Linked DNA regions of Mus musculus: regions 1, 2 and 4 are each linked to region 3. Evidence: chromatin contacts called from public HiChIP or PLAC-seq and promoter capture Hi-C data. All regions are on one chromosome and are shown on one strand. The core of a region is the stretch at or near the end of the contact, and the rest is flanking DNA. Distances in the headings are between cores, read along the strand shown. Region 1 holds the start of Ecel1 (endothelin converting enzyme-like 1). Region 2 overlaps Dis3l2 (DIS3 like 3'-5' exoribonuclease 2). Region 3 holds the start of Nppc (natriuretic peptide type C). Region 4 holds the start of Alppl2 (alkaline phosphatase, placental-like 2).

The links. Promoter capture Hi-C pulls out the DNA fragments that hold promoters and counts their contacts. HiChIP or PLAC-seq counts read pairs in DNA pulled down with a chosen protein or histone mark.
Region 1: a contact with region 3 is called in a promoter capture Hi-C map of embryonic stem cells, with 32 read pairs. The contact joins the promoter of Ecel1 here to the promoter of Nppc in region 3. A contact is called at or near these places in 28 of 39 promoter capture datasets (the 3T3-L1 cell line, the C10 cell line, the HPC-7 cell line and 15 more), 1 of 15 datasets of contacts at CTCF or cohesin (large pre-B cells), 7 of 484 Hi-C or Micro-C datasets (bone marrow-derived macrophages, embryonic stem cells, liver and 1 more), 15 of 115 datasets of contacts at active chromatin or transcription factors (embryonic basal ganglia, embryonic forebrain, embryonic hindbrain and 6 more) and 4 of 9 other capture datasets (adipose tissue, embryonic stem cells, liver and 1 more).
Region 2: a contact with region 3 is called in a promoter capture Hi-C map of liver. The contact joins the enhancer-like site here to the promoter of Nppc in region 3. A contact is called at or near these places in 14 of 39 promoter capture datasets (the 3T3-L1 cell line, the C10 cell line, the HPC-7 cell line and 8 more), 5 of 484 Hi-C or Micro-C datasets (B cells, cerebral cortex, liver and 1 more), 8 of 115 datasets of contacts at active chromatin or transcription factors (embryonic basal ganglia, embryonic stem cells, hepatocytes and 2 more) and 2 of 9 other capture datasets (embryonic stem cells and macrophages).
Region 4: a contact with region 3 is called in an H3K4me3 HiChIP or PLAC-seq map of embryonic basal ganglia, with 7 times the contacts expected there. The contact joins the promoter of Alppl2 here to the promoter of Nppc in region 3. A contact is called at or near these places in 23 of 39 promoter capture datasets (the 3T3-L1 cell line, 3T3-L1-derived adipocytes, the C10 cell line and 15 more), 1 of 15 datasets of contacts at CTCF or cohesin (embryonic stem cells), 1 of 484 Hi-C or Micro-C datasets (bone marrow-derived macrophages), 15 of 115 datasets of contacts at active chromatin or transcription factors (the 230-238 cell line, craniofacial prominence, embryonic basal ganglia and 10 more) and 5 of 9 other capture datasets (adipose tissue, embryonic stem cells, liver and 2 more).

Annotation. Positions count from the first base shown.
Region 1 is chr1:87,154,875-87,157,574 of GRCm38.p6, forward strand. It overlaps Ecel1 (endothelin converting enzyme-like 1), which reads right to left and starts at 1,262. Exons shown (of 18, transcript NM_001277925.1): 1 at 1,146-1,262; 2 at 1-214. The coding sequence starts at 115. The region is part of intron 3 of Gm33292 (a long non-coding RNA gene); the gene reads left to right.
Region 2 is chr1:86,931,771-86,934,470 of GRCm38.p6, forward strand. All of the region lies in intron 10 of Dis3l2 (DIS3 like 3'-5' exoribonuclease 2), which reads left to right. Among named protein-coding and RNA genes, the nearest start is that of Gm41909, 5.0 kb to the left of the region's middle. Within about 2 kb of position 1,406, at least 3 of the 459 cell types and tissues checked have an H3K27ac peak or open chromatin away from gene starts, as enhancers often do. A contact at or near this core is called in liver, where this site is marked.
Region 3 is chr1:86,669,308-86,672,007 of GRCm38.p6, forward strand. It overlaps Nppc (natriuretic peptide type C), which reads right to left and starts at 1,266. Exons shown (of 3, transcript NM_010933.5): 1 at 1,042-1,266; 2 at 337-647. The coding sequence starts at 1,131. The coding sequence ends at 357.
Region 4 is chr1:87,088,638-87,091,337 of GRCm38.p6, forward strand. Alppl2 (alkaline phosphatase, placental-like 2) reads right to left here and starts at 1,291. Exons shown (of 11, transcript NM_007433.3): 1 at 1,063-1,291; 2 at 858-974; 3 at 636-751; 4 at 313-487; 5 at 69-241. The coding sequence starts at 1,126. The region is part of intron 1 of Gm29371 (a long non-coding RNA gene); the gene reads left to right.

The DNA of each region.
Region 1 (2,700 bases), core at 12-2,511, 490 kb after region 3:
TCGGGAAGCCTGGAGGCAGTGAGGTCCCTCGAGCGCCCCCGGTGCCACACCGGCTCACATACTTGACTTCCTGGAACTCGTCGTAGTGCGCTGTCATGGAATACGGGGCCTCCATTGTGCCGAGGCTTTGGCTGCAGACCCCTTGTTTGGTCGATTATAGGCTGCTTCTGTCTGCGGGCTTTCTGGTCGGAGCCCACATGGCCCTCGGTCGCAGCTGTAGGAAGGGAACATTAGCAGGCTCAGAGAGGCCCTGGAAAGTGAGGGGACCCAGAAAACAAAGGGTGGGAGTTAGTTTAAGAAGATGGAGGCCACCTGTGATCCACAACCAAGGATCCCACTTCACTCCGTCAACCAAGAAAGAAGGGTTCAGTTGCCAGCAGCTCTTACTGGAATAGTAGCCTTTAACCTGCCTACCCAGGTCTCCACAAGCTCACCACAGAGTAAGGATGCTCGGACACAAAACCAAAGAGCACCGGGCACAAAGTGGGGGCTTCACTGACAACCTGTTTCCCTTGTCTTTGCCTTTCTTGCCCATCATCCTCTCCAGACAAGCCAGGTGGGGGAGGGGGAAGCAGAGGCCGGAGAAAGGAGGTGTGGTCAGGGGCGCCTCTCTGCGGACCCTGAAGCCTCCTTCAGTTCTCCGAACTAAAAGCGACCAGACACCCAAACTTCGTCCTCGGGGAAGTCTGCAGGACCACTCTCAAGCCACCCTCTGGCTGTTTCTCTTCAATGGCTCCAAAGCCCACAAGTCCCTTCCCCAAGCAGCAGCCCTCTCCATTCCCCATCTTTCCCCCACCCGACTCCCCAACCCCGACGGCCCAGATGGAAAACCAGAGACTGGTTTCATCATTTGCCACCCATCAACGCCCCGGGCCATCCCTGTCGTCAACAGGTTCTCCCCAGAATCCAAAGTTGGGAGAAGTTTCACCCCCTTTGCTGCGCCAGCCCTGAGCTCAATCTCTTGCGTCGCGCGGCGCAGTCAGCGGAGCTTGAGAGCCGAGTCCTGGAGTCGCAGCCGCAGCCGCAGCTGGAGCCAGAGCCGGGAGGACAGAGACAAAGCCGAGAAGCTCGGCTCGGCAGCCGCGGTGGCCTCGGAGGTGGCTGTGATGATGTCCTCGGAGGCGGCGGGCCCGAATGACACTTACCCGGCAGGTGCGCGTCTGGGCCGGGCGAGGACCGAGGGAGGGGTCGGGAGCAAATCCCGGCCTCAGCCGGAGAGGAGCTGGGCTGGCTGCGGCTCTCTTCGTGCGCCCGCCGCCTCTGCCGCCGCGCCGCGCCGCCCGCCAGCCCCGAAGGAGGGGGCGCGCCGGCGGCTCCACCCTCCTTCTCCCGCCCCCTGCACCCCTCCTTCTCTCTGCTTCCCTCTGGGCTACCTGTCAGCTCCAGCAGTGCGGAGGTGGGGATGGCGACCGCGGAGATAACGCTCCTGAGAGTGATGCACCAGCTTCTGGCTCCAGGACTCCGGAGTCCAGATCTGTCCCGGGAGGAGGAAGCACGGTCCCTTCTGATGAGCCACTTGGAGCCACCTACCAGTCTGCGGTAAAGGGACTGAAGCTGGAGATCTGGAGGCCAGAGGGAAGTCTGGGCCGAGCCCACAGAAGCTCAGCCCAGGGAGGACTCCAATGGGCAGGTGAAGAGCCTGTATCTGGACCAGCACTCTGCCAGGCGCCATCAGCACCAAGACTTCTTTGTCCTTTTAACTCCTGCTTGCCCCATCTGGGTTCTGGTTGGTACAAGACCCTTTACCTAGCTCTCCTGGGGAGGTTGCAAGTAGAGGCTGAGGCTGTGGCCTCCTCAACCTTAGGTTTTCCTGACATCATTGGCAGGAAGTCCCAGACCCACATAGAAAGGCCTAGAAAAGGATGGTAGGGTGGGGAGAGGGAGGAATCTTGCTCCACTTCCCTCACGGGACTACACAGGGTGAGTTTGTCCAGTCTTCCACCCATTCCGGTTGGCTGAACTAGCTTTTTAAATGTTGGGGACCTCGCTCCTTCCAAGAGACAGAATCATCTTTACCTCTCCACTGTACCCACAAGGTGAAGCCCACACGTGACAGAGACCTGGGAGCTTTCTGAAGGACTGCTACTGTTTCAGGAATCTGCTTTCTCTGCCTCGACTTACCCATCTCTTCTGGTATCCCCAGCAAAGGACCACACAGCCCCAGCAATCCCAACCTTGTGGCTCCAGCCTGCAGCCCTGGCCTAAGCAATGTTTCAGACATTGGTGAAGACCGATGTGATAGAACCCATGTTGAGGTGGGACTGCGGAGAGCGACCACCATCCCGTCGCCATCCCCTCCGGATGTTCTTCATCGTCAGCTACCCAGTCACTAGCCTTTAGTGGCCACCTCTACCACTTTCCTGCCTGTCCAGTCTGTCCATTTCTAAGTCCCACTCACAGGACTGTCTTTCATTCTGACCATCCTAAGGTCCTCTCCTGCCCCATGCATTCTTCTCAGGTCCAATTAATTCTACTGAGGAGCGATGGAATTACGCAAAAATGCCGTGTTTCCGTGAGGGGGGAGGGGAGGGCAGGGCGGTGGCAGAGTGGCTCTTTGTGCTTTTAATCTGCATTTTCCCCTCAACATTCCATCTCCTGGAGGATAATTTTCCAGCCTTTTCAGGCCCTGATTGGTATCATTTCTCCGGCAATGACAGCTTTTATTTTCCCCGAAATGAATGCCGTGAAATTTCCAAGAAA
Region 2 (2,700 bases), core at 156-2,655, 260 kb after region 3:
TGCGTGCTAGGCAACACTCTGTTACTGAGCTGTATCTTCAGCACAGTACTCTCAGTTGTGTTTCTATAATCTAAAATTAGGACAGCCTATTTACAAGAGCAAACTTTGGCCCAACGCCTTACATTCTGATTACGCTCTGCTGTGCACCTCTTGCTTGAACAAGCCTCCTCTCTCTGCAGATCCTACTCTCTAAAACACCAATATGAACAGTACCCAAGGCAGAGACCTGGTGATGCTGGGCCTTCATCTCCTGGGGTTATTGCTCCTCTCTGTTAGTGGTTGAAAACAGCTGTTCCGTTTATTCTCTCTAGTTTTAAGTTGTTTATAGCAGAAGTCTAATATCTGTTTCTCTATCTCTGATAGCCTCAAACTCTTGAACTTGCAGGGAGAGCAGGGAGCTAGCATATGTCCTTCCTCACTCACTCTGCAGGGCCACTTCACACTTCTGCTATGCAAGTGTGAGGGCAAAGGTTTCATGGAGAAAATGCTGCAAGAAAAGCAGATGAGCAGCAAGTAATGTTCTTTATTTGTCAGACCATACAAAATCACATAGACATTGTTCTGCAGGAATTCAGCCACAGCAGGGAGAAATAAGTTATCAAAAGACTAAAGGAAAAGGAGAAGAGGTAGGCCAGGAAAATGCCAGAAAAAGTCACACGTATAGGCATACAGACCTGGACTGGAGATTATAAGCAAGATCCGTGAGGAGTGAGGTAACAGAGACGAGAAAGAGAAGAATCTGTGGAAACAGGTGGCAGAAGGGACAAAGAAGAGACAGAGGTGGGTCATCCTGGATGGTGGGGAAATATCCACAGGTAGAAATTGGAAAGTCAGGAGGACATGCTGCTGGTTTTGATCAGGCTACCACATGGAGTTGCCTGTCTCATAATAAGCATTTATATGAATTACTGCTAACCTATTTTTAAAGGACAAGAGAATAAATAAAGAGTAGATGGTGTCATAAAGCTATAGCAGGAGAGCCCTGAGGGGAGACAAGCAGCGTACCTAGTACAGAGATTGAACCTAACCTCCTAGGAAGATGGGATCATAGGCCATTTTCCTCTCTGTCCAAATTTTATAATGTGGTAATAGTAGCTTTATAATGAAAAAGCTTTGTAGTAAAAAATTATGAGGTGACAGGAATCCCAAGCTGCCCAGAAGTCACCCATCGCACCAAGTGATCAGAGCCTTCCTTCTATGTGCTTGGTATTTCTTGCATTCCAGAGAGACAGTTGACATCTGTGCATCTGGCGGGGCAACAGCATAAGGAAGAAACCAGCGAAGTCTTGGGAAAAGCCGAGGTAGTCAGTCAAGCATTTTTATGGTGGCACTTCCACAGTTGGCCATTGGGACAGCTGGATCTGCCAGGATCATTTATCCAGGGAGATGAAAAGCAAATAGGCAAGTCCAGTTTGGATTGGGATGGCCTTGGCTAAGTTCAGATTCCATTAGTTACCAGTTCATGTCAGTTCCTACTTAGAGGAAAATATTTACTGTTTTAAAAAGCAAATAATGTTTTCTGGCCATATTTATATAATCTGTGTTTATTTAAATAAAATACTGTATAAAAGGTATGTTTTTCTTTGGTCTCACAGAAATCATCTGAATGGCTATTGTGTGAAAAATCAACTCTACAGACAGATAGAGCTTTCCAATGCTCACACTTCCTTCCATAGAGTTCCAGGGTACACCCAGGTCTTTCCTATCAGGTGCAAGATACAGACAATCAATTGTGTAACATGTTAAATTTAACCGAAAGGAGGAGGAGGTGTATCCCCACCTCCCTTCCAAAGCAGAGCTTCTACCATGCATCTGATCTGGGATTCGCTCCTTTAGCCCCAAACACACCTAAGGAGAAGGAGCACTCCCCAGCAATGTGGATTCTTCACTTTGCATAAGAAAATATTTAATAAAAAGTGGTATTGTAATGATATCCCAGAATCTAAAGACAGTAAATCCCAGTTCAGTATTTTATGATTGTAACAGATTGCTTGCAGCACACCTCACAGTTGACCTCACATTAGTCTGGGAATACCACAGTTGTAAGCTCACCCTCTGGTTTCTTAATAACTCTTGCAGCATTCACTTTATTGAATATCCAGATTGCATTTGAACTTGTTACTCCAAAGGCAGTCTGTTCTGCCATAAGATTGTGTGACTCTTAGGAAATCCTCCCCTGAAAGAATCAGAAATACTGTTGTTATCTTTCTGCAATGTTTCATTTGTTAGTCCTGTTAATGCTCCTCAGTGCCCTGAAGCACAAATACAGTGTCTCGTGTGAAAATCTTTCCAAACAAGATCTATCATTTCTCTTCTGAATCACATCTCAGCTAAGGAACCTAAATATCCTTTCATGTTTTGTGGCTGATTTCTTAGTGTGAATCCACTCACCACGTCATAGAGTCTTTCTGCCTCTGAGAGGTCTACGGTGTATGACTCCCTGCCTGGCAAGCTCTCCTAGAAAGTTCATCTTTACTGAAAGAATTGGGATCTGGATAATATGTACCCATTTTGTTCAGTTATTGCTTTTCCATGGGTGTCAAAGACCATACTGTCAGATAGATGGGTTCTTTAGCAAACTGTCAGGCAGAGTCTTTAGCTTTAGTTGATTCTGGAACCCCACAATTCTGCATCTTGTTTTGTAATTTGAATTTTCTAAGGTTTGCTCTGTCATTGAACATGGCTGGGCTGTCCTTGCCA
Region 3 (2,700 bases), core at 16-2,515:
TGGTCAGTGGTGGGTTTGGAGGCTGGGACTGCATAAGCCTGTCTCTATTTTTCTAGAGGAAGCCAGATGGAGTACTCTAAGGCTGAACCTGGTCTCTGACCTGGCCCGTGTTCACTTTTTTGTTGTTGTTGTTTTTTAAATCTGTAAAATGGGATATGTGAGGTGGCAGGCAAATGTCTGGGTACACTTGATCCCATGCCTAAATTGGTTGGGGGAAGGTCACAGAACATAGGGATCAGGGAGGAAACCAAACAGTCTGCGAAGGACAGTGATAAGAGCTTGGCTCTCTTGGGTGCAGAGCTAGGCGAGCGGGGAGCGTCCGATGGTGTTACTTACCGCCGCCAGGGGTAGCTGCACTAACATCCCAGACCGCTCATGGAGCCGATCCGGTCCAGCTTGAGGCCAAAGCAGCCTTTGGACAAGCCCTTCTTGTTGCCGCCTTTGTATTTGCGCGCGTTGGGGTGCTCGTGCAGAAGGCGGGCCCAAGCAGCCCGGGACTTGGTGTCCACACGCAGGTCCCGGAGCAGTCGCGATCGGTCTCCCTTGAGATTGGCTCCCCCGCTGCCTGGAGTCTTGTCACCCTTTTTCTGATTGCCACCAGCTGCCTGGGAATCCGCCAGCTCCTCCCCTGGCGGGGTTCTCGGGACCTGTCGGAGAAAAGAGTGGACAGGTGAAAGAGTGCACCGATGTAGCATAGATGACTTTTACGGGGCCCAGAGTGGCGTGGCCCTTCTCAGCCATGAGCGTGCCTCCACCGATGCGGGACAGCTGAGTCCAGCATCCACCTGCCACGCAGCCTTCTTGCCTGCTCCTCCGGGGAGCCCATTGCTCTTCCCGTGCCGCAGGTCATGCTGGGCACATTGGGGCACGGGAGGTGTGCATGTGTCGACATTCTCCCGAGGCTGGGAAATGAACCCGAGAAGTCCCCGCTTTGAGGGAGCAAGTCCGAGGGGGTCTGCCTTTCCGGGTTCTCTGCTCCCTCCTGCGCACCACATCTTTCCACGCCCCTCACAAGCCCAGCGTCCCCGCGACAGCACCCACCTTCGGTGGTGTCCCGGGCTTGGCTTCAGAGGGCCGGAGCGAGAGTAGCGCGAGCAGCAGGGCGCAGGCGATCAGCTGGGAGAGGTGCATGGTGCCGATGGGACCGAGGTGTGCAGACGGTCTGCAGCCGGGACTGCCGGTGAGCAGTCGGATAGGCGGATGCGGAGCAGGATTGCCAAGCGAGCACAGGTCCTACTGCTGTGCGGCGCCGGCTGGGTGCGCTCTGAGTCCGTGGCTCCGCTGGAGCCTTTATAATCCAACCTGCCGCTGATGTCATCTTCCCGCCCACCGGGCCTCCAGGGCCAATGGCACAGCGCACGCGGCCGAATCGACGGCCCGGAGGGGGCCGGGAGGGGGCCGGGAGGGGGCCACGGGGGCTCCCTCTTCTGCTCCAACCCACATCCCACCTCCGAAGGAGCCGGCGGCTCGGCTCGCTGCGCTCAAAGCCACAAAGCGGCGCGCAGAAAAGAACTCCATTTGTAGAATGCGCTTCGCCCTAGTACTCAGGCTTCTAGGCGTCCCTGCGCTGTGTATCTGCTGCTCCTGATACGTGTCTGTACTCCTTCTGCAGGTGCAAAGGCTTAGAAGAAATGTCCTTTATGCAAAGTTACACAGGTTGAAAGTTGGTGCGGCCCAAAATCTACACAGATCGCTCTGTTTCCAAACTCTTCACAAATGCTGCCACGCGCTAGCCAGGGTGGAAGGGCTGACCATGTCTACACGCTCAAACATGGGGGCGGCAGAGGATGGGGTTAGTAGATCCCAGTGGGAAGTGGAGGGAGAGCTTGAATGTTGTAGCTGCAAAGGAGACTTGTAAGTCTCGGATACCCACGAGTGAGAGGATGTCATCAACCCACGAGTGTGAGCCAGGAGTTTGTGTGTGTGTGTGTGTGTGTGTGTGTGTGTGTGTGTGTGTGTGTGTGTGTTGGGAGGTTAGGAGGCAGGTAGCTTTCCTTCAGTGATGTACTGGCCCTTCCTGAAGGTGGAGATGTCCACTTTAGTGTCCTGAATACCCTAAGAAACTATGGGCAGTACTGGGTTTTAACCAGCTCCAAGCCTCAATAGGCCATCGCCATTGAGTTTGGGGTTGTAGTTGCCTTCTGGCTATAGGGACCGGGCCACTTATTTCTGCTGCACACAATTCCTCGCCTTGACCTGGAATCTTGGTCCATCGGACTCTAGGGAGCTCTGCAATTTAGAGCCACGAGAGAACTTGTAGTTTCAAGAATGGAGTGATGTGCAAGAGTTTGTGTCCCTTCTCCTGAGCAGGATGCAGGCTTGAGCGAGGGAAATGAATGTTGGCAGGGTCCCTGTGGTCTCATGGAGCAAAGAGCCTGGGAGAGAGGACGAGAAGCAGGAGCCAGTTAGCTTCTTACAGAGAAAGGGAAGTGGGAAGAGAGGGTAGTGGGAAGACTGCTGGGATGGACATGGGTCTAGAGGACCCAATGCTTCTGGAGGATACAGAGGAAGCAAGAGTGTACTGAGTGTGCCGTCTACTTCCTCGTCCTTTCCTAGCATGCAACCCAAAGACTCCAAATGAGGACCACAAGCTCCTTCCAGCCTTTCGTTTGGGAAATGACTCACAGGTGAGGTTTGATTTGAGTCAGCATATTGCCCAAAGAAAGATCTAGACATCAGTTTCAAGTCCTTTGTCAGTTC
Region 4 (2,700 bases), core at 41-2,540, 420 kb after region 3:
TGCCGGCTGCCTATACTGCGATGAGTGACACCTCCATGCGGCCCTCCTCCCTCCCTCTTGGGGCTCACATCAATGTCCATGTTGGAGATGAGCTGAGTAGAGATGTCTTTGCAGCCATCCTGTAGCGCTGAGGCAGGCATTTGTGCATCCGAGTACCAACCACGGTTCACAGTGTGCGCGTAGGTGCCGGCCGGAGAAGCATGCTGCACCGACGTGGTGGTCACCACTCCCACAGACTTTCCTATAGAAAGTCACATGAGCCACCCAGGACCCCCGGGTCTGCCCAGGTCCTTCCACCCTGTCCCAACCTACCTGCTTTCTTAGCACGGTGCATCACCGAGACGACCTCGTTACCCCATGTCGTGTTGCACTGGTTGAAGCGTGCAGCTGCACTCAAGCCAATGACCTTCATGTTGGTTTTGACCCCGCAGAGAAAGGCTGTACCTGTGCCTGCGCTGTCCGGGATCTGCTTGTCTGTGTTGTATGTCTAGGGAGAGACAATCTCGGCTCAACTCTACTAGTAGACATTAGAGCTTGTCTTTTCCTGGGATTCTGGATTCTTCCCGGGAACCACTTTCCTGCCATATACCAGCTCTTGCCACCCACTGTGGAGACTCGAGTGTCTCCAAGCTCACCTTGGACAGAGCCATGTGTGGAAAGCGATCCATAGCTAGCTGTGTCTCAGGTCCCAGATGGCCTTGCTGCTGCCCCTTTAGGATCCGGGTAGCGGTTACTGTAGACACCCCCATCCCTGAAGGAGCAGAACATGATCAGGACTAACCCCTTAGGCCCACCAGGGGCCTCCTCGGGTGGCGGGTGTAGGAGAGTCCCAGGATAGGCAGGCCTCACGATCTCACCATCTCCCATGAGGATAACGAGGTTCTTAGCTGATGTCTGAATGGGCTTCAGCTTCTTGGCAGCATCCAGGGCCTCGGCTGCCTTTCGGTTCCAGAAGGCTGGATTCTCCTCCTCCACTGGCGAAGAAAAGAGCAGAGACAGGGTCAGACTGAAGACCCTGGAGCGCAAAGACGAGCGAGCAAACACCTGGAGGAGCCTCGTTACCTGGGATGACGCTCGGGCACACCTGTAGGCTGAGGCCCAGCAGCAGCAAGCAGGCTCCCCACATTGCTGTGGCAGGGTGCTGGTCTGTGAGGATGGCGGATGGAGAAGCTGCAATACCACAACACTAGCTGAGGTCCTGATGTGTTCCTCTTAAATAGGCGAAGATTTAGTTCCAACAGCAACCAAATAACTGGGCACACCTTTAATCTGCCACTCCAGGGGCAGAGACAGGCAGATCTCTGTGAGTTCCTCTTAAATAGGCGAAGACTTAGTTCCTGCCGGAAAGGCTCAGAGTCCCTCCCTAATCCTTAGGCACTACCCTGGCCCCACCCTATCCTGTGAACTGAATCTTGTCTGGCTGTAAAAAGTTGGCAAGGTGTGGAAGTCCAGGCCAACGTCCTGAATCTGTGGCTGAGGGTGGGTCCTAGGCATCTCCCCCACATTAGGTGGGAGGCTGGAGACAGCTACTGTCTGAGGGAAGAGCCTTAATCTTATGCTGCAGTGGTCACTGATCCTCCCATGGACATCCTTCTCTTTTTGTTCCAATTAGTCTTGCCCCCAATTGCCTCTCCCCTGACTAGGGCAGATATGGTATCCAGGAGCATTGGCCAGGAGAAATGTTGAATTGGAAAGATGGGGCTGATGGGTCCTATAGAACCACACTTGCACCACAGCTACTTTTGAGTGTTTGAATGCAATTGGACTGGGGGCAGTCCAAAATCCTGAGCCAAACCAGGCAAGGCCTGGGTCTTGCTCAGAAGCAGGCTTTCCCCTTATTTGATGTTGACTCGTATTCCCTTGGGCAGGTGGAGGGATCCCAGCGTGAGTGCTCTGCACAGACTCCGAGCACTTCTGTGGGTGTAACCTTCCTGTAATCTGGGGGTAAGCTAGGCTCACAGTGGCCAAGAAGTGTGGGGTCAAACCATGTCCCCATTGATGGATGCGTGGATCAGAGAAATGTGATCCACATAGGTGTGGTGGTCCAAGGTTGTAAGCCAGGTCTTCTAAGTCATGGCAGGAAAATTTAAGGGTAGCCTGTGCTACAAAGAAAATATATTGATTCAACAGCAACCAAATAACTGGGCACACCTTTAATCTGCCACTCCAGGGGCAAAGACAGGCAGATCTCTGTGAGTTCAAGGCCAATCTGGTCTACACTGTAAGTTCCAGCTACACAAACCTGCACAGAAAAACCCTGTCTTAAACCCCACTACTCAAAACAAACAAAAACAAGAACAATAAAAACAAAACAACAGCCTTTAATCCCAGCACTTGGGAAGCAGAGGCAGGCGAATTTCTGAGTTCGAGGCCAGCCTGGTCTACAGAGTGAGTTCCAGGATAGCCAGGGCTACACAGAGAAACCCTGTCTTGAAAAACAGAAACAAAAACAAAAAACAAAAAACAAACAAACAAAACAAACAAAACAAACAAAAAAACAACAAAAACCTAATCCATCAAGCCAGACTTTGTGGCACATTCCTTTAATTCGATCACTTAGGAGGCAGGGGTGGGTGGATCTCTGTGAGTTCAAGGCCAGCCTAGTCTACAAAGTGATTCCAAGAGCAGGTAGGGCAACAAAGAGACTTTATTTATTTACCTTTTTTTTTTTTTTTTGGTTTTTCCAAACAGGGTTTCTTT